Regions from separate parts of the Mus musculus genome. Here region 2 is linked to region 1. Evidence: chromatin contacts called from public HiChIP or PLAC-seq data. All regions are on one chromosome and are shown on one strand. The core of a region is the stretch at or near the end of the contact, and the rest is flanking DNA. Distances in the headings are between cores, read along the strand shown. Region 1 holds the start of Fyco1 (FYVE and coiled-coil domain containing 1). Region 2 overlaps Gm51701 (a long non-coding RNA gene).

Region 1 (4,033 bases), core at 127-2,626:
CACCATATCCCAATAAAAGCTGTGACTGATGAGGTAACTCAGAGAGAAGGGGTGTGGCGAGCATTGTCACCTGTAGGGACTTTTGTGAAGACTCAGAAGCAGCCACTGTCTTGACCTTAGTTCCTTTTTGCTGTCTCACTGGTGTCCCGGGAGCCATCTTAGATCTGACACCATGTACAGCAGATCAGGACTCTGTGGCACAGTGCTCTCCACCCCACATATTCCTTCACAAGGTTGTCTTCCACATGCCTCACACTCTCAATCTTAACATCCCAAAGCTGTTCAGGCTGTAGTCAGAGCAAGTTTTTCTTAGTTCACTCTATTGATAAATCTTTATTTCTGATGTCATTTCCTCCCACTTCTTCCCTTTTTTTTGTTTTCCTTTGTTAACAGAAAGGGGAATCATTTCTCTTCGTGAGGTTTTTTTTATCCTCATCCACAAACTGACAACTCCATCAAGTTAATATGTTGTCTCATATACCTCCAGTATAAAATATGAAATTAACTTAAAAGATTTCTTTTCCTTCCTGTATGAATTTATCCTGAGAACCTGGAATGCTGAAGTCTGGCAGATGCCACTATTAGCTAAGTCCTGTAAGGTACACAAGCATTTCTAGCTAACATGATGAAAATAAGGCAGTGTGAGGAGCCAGCCAGAGCTAAGAAGCGAACCTAATCATGGGCTGACATTCCTATGTACTGTCCCCTGTCTTTAGCATGTTCATCCATACTGGACTTGGAATGCAGTGTTCTATTGCACCAGGCTTCAGGGTGCTTTGCAACTCAGCAACAAGCAAACACGGGACTGAGGAAGCTAAGCATGGTAGTTCTTTAGCACATATTTTCAAACACTGTTTTTTAAGTGTCTGTTAATGAGGGGGAAACAAAAACTGAGAACTTAGGTCCAGCAGTACATACTAAGTTCATTTTTTTTTAGCTTCATAAATAAAACGTAATAGTACAAAAATACTAATGAGATTATTCTCAGATTGTTTGGGGGGTTTCGGAATCGGGCACATTATTTTATATTTACAGCTCATGCACAGTTCAAAGCCAATCGGTCACAATGCATGAGCTTAACAACAGTAAACAGCACTCGTTCAGGATTCTACACACGACTTCCGGGTATCCGAAGCTTGTTCGAGTTTCAGGAAGTGACGTCTGCCGTGAGACATGCCGGGAGTCGTAGTTAGCGTCCACCGTCCAGTTGCACCCGATGGGAGTTGTAGGCCATCCGTGAAGCATGCCGGGAGTTGTAGGCCATCCGTGAAGCATGCCGGGAGTTGTAGGCCATCCGTGAAGCATGCCGGGAGTTGTAGGCCATCCGTGAAGCATGCCGGGAGTTGTAGGCCATCCGTGAGGCATGCCGGGAGTTGTAGTCCGCGCGCGCTCTGGGGCTACTGGGCGCTTCATGGCAGTCGGCTCTGTGCTCGCCTACTCTTCCGCTCGGCCCTAGAAAGTTTCGTTTCTGCCCAGCGGAGGACCCACGAGCGTGTAAGTGCCGCAGGCGCCCGGACAGGCATCGGGGACACTGGGGCCTTTCTGGACGTCGGCGCGGAAGCTTCGTGGGGGCGTGGGTCGTCCCCTCCCACACAGGGCGCCTCGGGAGAACCCTCTCTCCAGAGAGGTTAGCTCCAATACGCAGGCTGTCTGCGGGGTCGTAGAAAGACCCTCAACACTGTTCCAAGATCGGAGCCGGCAGAAGGGGGCCGCCCTGTGAGGCGGAGCTTCGGCAGCTCTCCCCGAACCCCTGGCACAGCAGCCAAACCCCGAAGTTCTCGCGGGCACTGGGACTTGATCCCCAGAAAGCCAAACCCTCCTCTCTGCAGGACTCCTGACGCCCCTTCGGTCCAGGAGACACAGTTTGTTCCTTTTGTATCTTCGCTGACCTGACCCGCTGCCCTTATGCTCAGATAGTTCAAGGGGGCTCTGCGGTCAAGTTTCTGGAAACACCTGTAGGACGACTGAATGTATCTGGTGTGGTAGCTTGTCCTGTTGGCACCCAGGCTTGGGCTGCGGATGGGGGGCAGGGCGGAGCGACATCCTATTTGCATAAAAGAAGAGAACATGTAGTTGACACTTAAGCCAAGTCAAGTAGCTTCCTATTAATGCTATGATTCTCTGTGTCACTCTGCAAAGTTCCCACGGCTGGGCTGTCTCCTGCAGAAAAAACAGCACTTGTTTCTTTCTGTCCCTATGATTGTTTGACTTAACACAGGTGGTTTCCTTTCCAGACAGAAATGGGGCAGAGGCTCAGGACTTAATCTACTTACAGCCTCTCTCAGCAATGGTGGTCTGAAGCAGGTTAATTCCTCTGCCATCTGCTTGCTGCTGTTGCTGGGTTGGGGGAAGGGAGCTGTGGGTTTCTACTTTTAGTTTTGCAACCTCCTGGCTGCCCCGACACTCTCGGTCTATGACAACCAGTTCTGCTGTGTTGAAATGCAGAATACTGATTATGGGCCAGGATTGTTATCCTGGAAATCAGCCCAGGGCTGACTGTCAGCCTCCTTTACCTAAAAGGATCTGAAAAAAACAAAAACAAAAACAAAAAAAACTATAGCTTTAGGAGACAGAATTTATCTGTTTGTTTAATGTTCATATTTGTGTATCACTTCTTGAAAATTGTTTATTTTATTAAGAAAATAGATAACGTATACAGAGTCCTGCAGTACCGTGTGTGTGTGTGTGTGTGTGTGTGTGTGTGTGTGTTCTTAATATTTTACTTTATTTTTGTAATTGGTTTAGAACTTGGAAATGGTCTCAGGTTCCTTTGCCCCTTAGCCAGCATGGCTAAGTGCCAAGTGTTTAGCCCAGTCCTTTGAAGTGAGATAAAAGACACCACTTGTAATAGCAAAATCATCAATAACAAACATCTGGTGGTCTTGTTTTATGTTAGTCCTTGAGGCTGGAGGCCTGCTGCCTCCAGAACACAGAGTACTCAAGAAGTGTCAGTCCTTAGTCCTAGCTTCCCTTTGCAGGGAATGGTTAGCTGACAGGTCACCTCTGATTTCTGGAGATTCCAAAAACAAGATAAAACTCAAGACTGGTGTAGCAGTGTGAGCTAGAGGAAGTGTGTTGACTACCTATGATCTCATGCCAGGAACCACTGGGAACCCAAGAGTTAGAGGCCACATTCACTACAAGCATCTCCCAGGCAGCAGAAAGGGTTATAACTAAGGTTTTTAACCTTAGAGGTACCTGTAAGCAGAGGCCAGTTGTTTGTGACCATGTTGACATCTGAGTGACTTTGTGTTCCTGCTTCTCTCTAACAGCATTTGAACCTTAATTTGAAGTTATTGTGGGGTAGAAACTGGGGTGTTTCTGTGAGCTTAGACATGGAAAAACACTGCTTTCTAGTTACTTTTTGATGTATCACTAAAATTAACTGAAGTGTCTGTACCATCCTAGGAGCATAGCTCTGACCATGCACAGTTGGGCAAGAGGAATATTATCATCCACTTTCTGACATTGGAGCCATTTAACTAGCCTAGTTATAGTGGCCACCAACGGTCCTTGTTGTTCATAAGACTCTGGCATTTGAACAGCAATAAAGGCCCATTTTCCTTTGGTCCAGGTTTCAGTGTCAAGAAGAGGATATTTGCACATTATGGTTTAGTAGAAAGGTGTAGGAGAATCTGTGGTTTTTGAAGACTATGCTGTGGCCTGGTAATTGGTTACAGTACTTATGGAGTAGGCTAGTGTTTGGTTTTAGTATCTGTGGGCTGACCTAGCCAACCAGTAGCCTGAGGTACTGCACCTTTGGCCTGAGGTAGGACATCATATTTGTGATTTCTTAGCATCCAAAAAACTTGGACCAAAAGAACCATCCAAGCAAACTTTTCATATACTTAGAGCTAGGCCAAGAATGAGTTCCTAGAGAGATTCAGTGTAAGTCTGGACAGTTGAACCAGAGAGGGTCAAGTGAAATGAAGCTATAATGAATTTGCTGAAGCTATGATTTTCCCTCCCTCCTTTTTCCAATCACAATTCTTAAACTTTGTGTGAAGGAAGATAAAGGTTCACCTCCCCCACA
Region 2 (4,334 bases), core at 383-2,882, 76 kb before region 1:
GAAGAAAAGGAAAGGGGACGCAAGGACAGAAAAGAGGGGGAAATCCCACAGGTGAACAGCCCAGCTTTCCTGAATCCTATTCTATAAAACCATAATTAGAATAGAATGGGTGCTATTATATCTATTATGTGGAGTAATTTACTACACAGCTGGGATAATCAGTACATTACTATAGAGGAGTATGCAAAAATTAACCAGGAAAAACTCAAAATCAAATTTTATGCATATTCTAGCCTGATATACATAGTAAGTTCCAGATGTCCAGGGCTACAAAAAAGAAACCCCATTTTCTATTTTTAAAAAGTACTTTATCATTACAAAAACATCAAAAATTCATAAAACTTCCTCTGTGTGACTATTTTAAGGAATCAATACAAGATTTGAGAAATTACATGGAGTCTTGCAAAGTCTTGATAATGGAACCTGTTGACAGTCACAAAGTGCACTCAATCCCTTTGGAGTCTCGGAGCTCCGTGCTAATACGTGTCAGTCTCCGTCTTGGACCACACCTTCTAGAATGCCTGAAATTTAGAGAGAACACTAACGAATTATCAAAACCAGCCTTTGGTGTGCACTCAAGTGCGATGGAAAGATTTCCTAAGTCATCGTAATTTGTTCACATGGAAACAGCAGAGAAAGCTAGAAGACACTAGCTTCGAAACTTCTTAGTTGTCTGTCCCTGAGCCCTTTGTGGTACTTCCTCCTCAGAGCCCAGCTCCAGCAGTCCCCTTAGCGGCTGTTTTTAGCAACCACACCCTCTGACTGTGGGTTTGCTCTGCAGTGGCTTTAAGGTTTGAATACGAAATGCCTTCCACAAACAGACACTACAGAATCTTAGGTGTCGAGACAATGGGCATTTGAGAAGGAATTGGAACCTTCAGATCCTGGACTCCTTCCTTGGTAGATTCGTAATATGAGAGCATTCTTAGGAGACAGCCAAAACAGGAAGTGGGATCCAGATAAGAGAAGCAGGTCGTTTAGGGTGTGCCCCTGAAGGATGTATCTTTTACCCCTTCCCCTTTGTGTCCTTCCTGTCTCCTTCTTTGACTTCTGGCCACTATGGGGTGAACAGTATCTGCCGTATACTCCTGCCACCACGGTGTTCCACCTCACTGAAGATCTAGAAACACGGCAAAGGGTCAGGAACTAAGCATCTGAAACTGTGACCCAAAACAAATTCTCTCTTTAATTTGTTCCTCTCAGAACACATTTCACTATGTGTCATAGTGGGGGGAGGGGGGAGTCTAACACAGAGTATGTACACAAAGCCTCACAATGGGACTGTTGATGTAATTCGGTTGGTAGAGTGCTTGTCTATTACCAGCAGAGCCCCGAGTTCCATCCTCAGCACTGCACAAACCAAATGTGGTTTAGTTCCAGCACTCAGGGAGCAGTAGCGGTTTGAAGCCAGCCTAGGACACCCTGTCTCAAAACAAACAAATGAAAAACATTGGGATTCAATGAACAGAACTGATATTAGTCCACTGTGTTCATAGCGTTCATGATGGTCCACGGTAGCTTAGACTTCCTGGTAGTCATTTCCTTGAGTCAGGCTGACCTTAGAGTATAGAAAGAAGTTTACTGTCTTGCTGTCACGCATTGCTGTTGCTTGCGGTCATGTCACAGGACTCTGAGGCAGTAGTGGAGAGACTCGTGAGATGAGGAAGTGAGGTCTCTGCGAGCAGCCGGAGGCATGAACACCTGAAAGCAATTAAGCCCCACCTCCAGCCAAATCTCCTAATGACGGAGTAGACGTTCTCCCTCGTCCGAGAGAGACTGTAGTGAAACGACCCCACTAAGATGTCTCAAATTCCCAACACACAAGACTGTATGACACAATACATGCTTCCTGTTTAAGTCCTGATGTCCCATGGTGATTTTTACTATTTATATGTAATATGCTCATCATGCAAATGAAAAGTAAGCTCAGAGACAGCAACAGAGGACGCACAGTGGGACCCCAGAGCAAAGGCTGATCGTTCACCAGTTCTTCAATTGACTGCAGATGAGAGAGGTCAGGTTGGGGGACACTGAAGCCATTCCCAAGCAAGATGGATGGGCCACCAGCTCAGCTCCTCTCACTGGCAATCTCTGAGAACAGAAGTGACCCAGATTCTGTTTTCCCTTGCTTGGGGAAACATCTGCCTCCACATGCACGGTTCTCTCCACCTAAACAAAATAATTGACTCAAGTCCCTGTGCCACTGGACCTCCACTGGCGCCACACGTGAAATGACCACTGACTCTCACAGCTACAGTGCTGCCAGCTGTGCCCAACGAGGGCTGTGGGGCCGGCCTCGCACCGAGGATCACTGCCTACAACTCTGACCTTGCCTCACAGGTCCCCCGTTGTTGATTCGCGAGGTTACTCTTGAATAGGTGCTAAGGGAGCTTTTGAAATGCACACGATATCCAGTTACTCACTGGTCATATGAATGTCAATCACCCCTGCACAGGCGGGGCTACAGGCTATTTGAGCTCTCGGGAGGAAGCAGAATGTGATGGCTACTGAGTAACAACCAGCCAGTCCTACTGGTTCTGTCTTTTCATCCTTGAACACATTCCGTTAAGAGTCACTATAATCCCCAGGCACAAGTGAATTGAGCGAGTCAAAGGGTTTTAGAAAAGAAAGCCACATCGCCGGGGCGTGGTGACGCACGCCTTTGGTCCCAGCACCCAGGCAGAGGCAGGCGGATTTCTGAGTTCGAGGCCAGCCTGGTCTACAGAGTGAGTTCCAGGACAGCCAGGACTACACAGAGAAACCCTGTCTCGAAAAACAAAAAACAAACAAACAAAAAAAGGAAGCCAAAAGTTCTAAGTAGCCCACTGCCAGTCTTCAAGGTCAAGAGAGACCTGGGATGGTGAACCTTGCTGATCAAGTGAAATAATATAAGCCCGGAGCCTTCTGTGGAACCCGAGAATTCCAGCACCAAAGAGGAAGAAATGACACGCAAGGTGTCAGTAAAGAAAACTCCAGAGCCCATTGTGGGTTAAGTGGGGTTGTGTTGCTGGCCGGTCTCCACCACAGTCTCCTCTCCACCTGCTCCTCTTCAAACGGATGCCTTGGATCCTTGATGGTCTTCAGAGTTACTTTGGGGTTTGACACTGGGAAGAGCCACTATCTGATAGAAATATTAAATCAGTCACATATGTACTTTTAAATCCTTTTCTAGACACACTGTCGTTAAACATCTAAAATAGATAAAGGGTGTAACTCGATGGTAGAGTATTTGCAAGTATACGCAAGGCCCAGGGTTCAATCTCTGAGCGATGAGGGGAGGGGAGTCGATGTGGGGAATAAGTTAAATTAATGCTATATTTAACATACCTAACATATGTTAACATGTAACTAGTTTATTATATAGACTAAAAGGACGGTCTGCATTTTTATTCTACTATCTTCAAAACCTGGTGTGTAGTTTGTACTTAAACACACTGTAGTTAAGATCAACCGACTAACAAGGTACAACAACTCTCAGAGCTGTGTGCCTGACATGCGAAAAGGAAGGAATTGTCCTTTAAAAAAGCGACAGTCTCCCTCTGGTGGGAAAAACGGAAATTGCAGGAATAAACAAAAGACTCCAAAGAGCAAAAACAGCTGTGACACCCACACTGGGCCGCCTGCCCTGGTGTTGTGTTTGCATTTTATTTATTTTATTATTTTATTCACACACACTCACTCATGGTCATCCCCCTGCCTCAGAAAATCACTCACAGTCATTCCCCTGCCTCAGAAATTCACTCACAGTCATCCCCCTGCCTCACACACACAATCAGTGCCATCCACCTGCCTCACACACTCACTCAGGGTCATCCCCCTGCCTCAGAAACACACTAACAGTCATCCCCCTGCCTCAGAAACTCACTCACAGTTAAACCCCTGCCTCATACATTCACTCAGCTTCATCCCCTGCCTCATTTTCATGCCCCTGCCTCTCGCATTCAATCAGCATCATTCCCCTGCCTCAGAGACTCAAACACAGTTATCCCTCTGCCTCAGAAAATCACTCACATTCATGCGCTGCCTCACACAGTCATACAGCGTCCTACCCCTGCCTCACACGTTCAATCCAGGTCATCCCCCTGCCTCAGATACTCACTCACAGTCATCCCCCTGCCTCACACAGTCACTCAGCGTCATCCCCCTGCCTCACACATTCAATCCAGGTCATCTCCCTGCCTCGGAAACTCACTCACAGTCATTCCCCCGCCTCAAACAATCACTCAGCATCAACCCCCTGCCTCAGACAGTCACTCCCCGCGCCTGTGCTCCCTGATTTAAAGCGCGACCCCTTCACCGGGTCGGATCCGCCAGCCTGGCCGGCTTCCCCTCAC

The links. HiChIP or PLAC-seq counts read pairs in DNA pulled down with a chosen protein or histone mark.
Region 2: a contact with region 1 is called in an H3K27ac HiChIP or PLAC-seq map of microglia, with 5 times the contacts expected there. The contact joins the enhancer-like site here to the promoter of Fyco1 in region 1. A contact is called at or near these places in 1 of 15 datasets of contacts at CTCF or cohesin (CD8 T cells), 2 of 484 Hi-C or Micro-C datasets (bone marrow-derived macrophages and embryonic stem cells), 15 of 115 datasets of contacts at active chromatin or transcription factors (the 230-238 cell line, CD8 T cells, the SCID.adh cell line and 8 more) and 3 of 9 other capture datasets (adipose tissue, liver and pancreatic islet).

Annotation. Positions count from the first base shown.
Region 1 is chr9:123,849,242-123,853,274 of GRCm38.p6, reverse strand. It overlaps Fyco1 (FYVE and coiled-coil domain containing 1), which reads left to right and starts at 1,376. Exons shown (of 18, transcript NM_001110253.2): 1 at 1,376-1,494. It overlaps Xcr1 (chemokine (C motif) receptor 1), which reads left to right. Exons shown (of 2, transcript NM_011798.4): 2 at 1-960. It overlaps Gm51700 (a long non-coding RNA gene), which reads right to left. Exons shown (of 2, transcript XR_003948283.1): 1 at 2,274-4,033; 2 at 1,312-2,044.
Region 2 is chr9:123,925,534-123,929,867 of GRCm38.p6, reverse strand. Gm51701 (a long non-coding RNA gene) reads right to left here. Exons shown (of 2, transcript XR_003948284.1): 2 at 1,162-3,121. Among named protein-coding and RNA genes, the nearest start is that of Gm51701, 2.6 kb to the right of the region's middle. Within about 2 kb of position 1,632, at least 175 of the 459 cell types and tissues checked have an H3K27ac peak or open chromatin away from gene starts, as enhancers often do. A contact at or near this core is called in the 230-238 cell line, CD8 T cells, the SCID.adh cell line and 9 more, where this site is marked.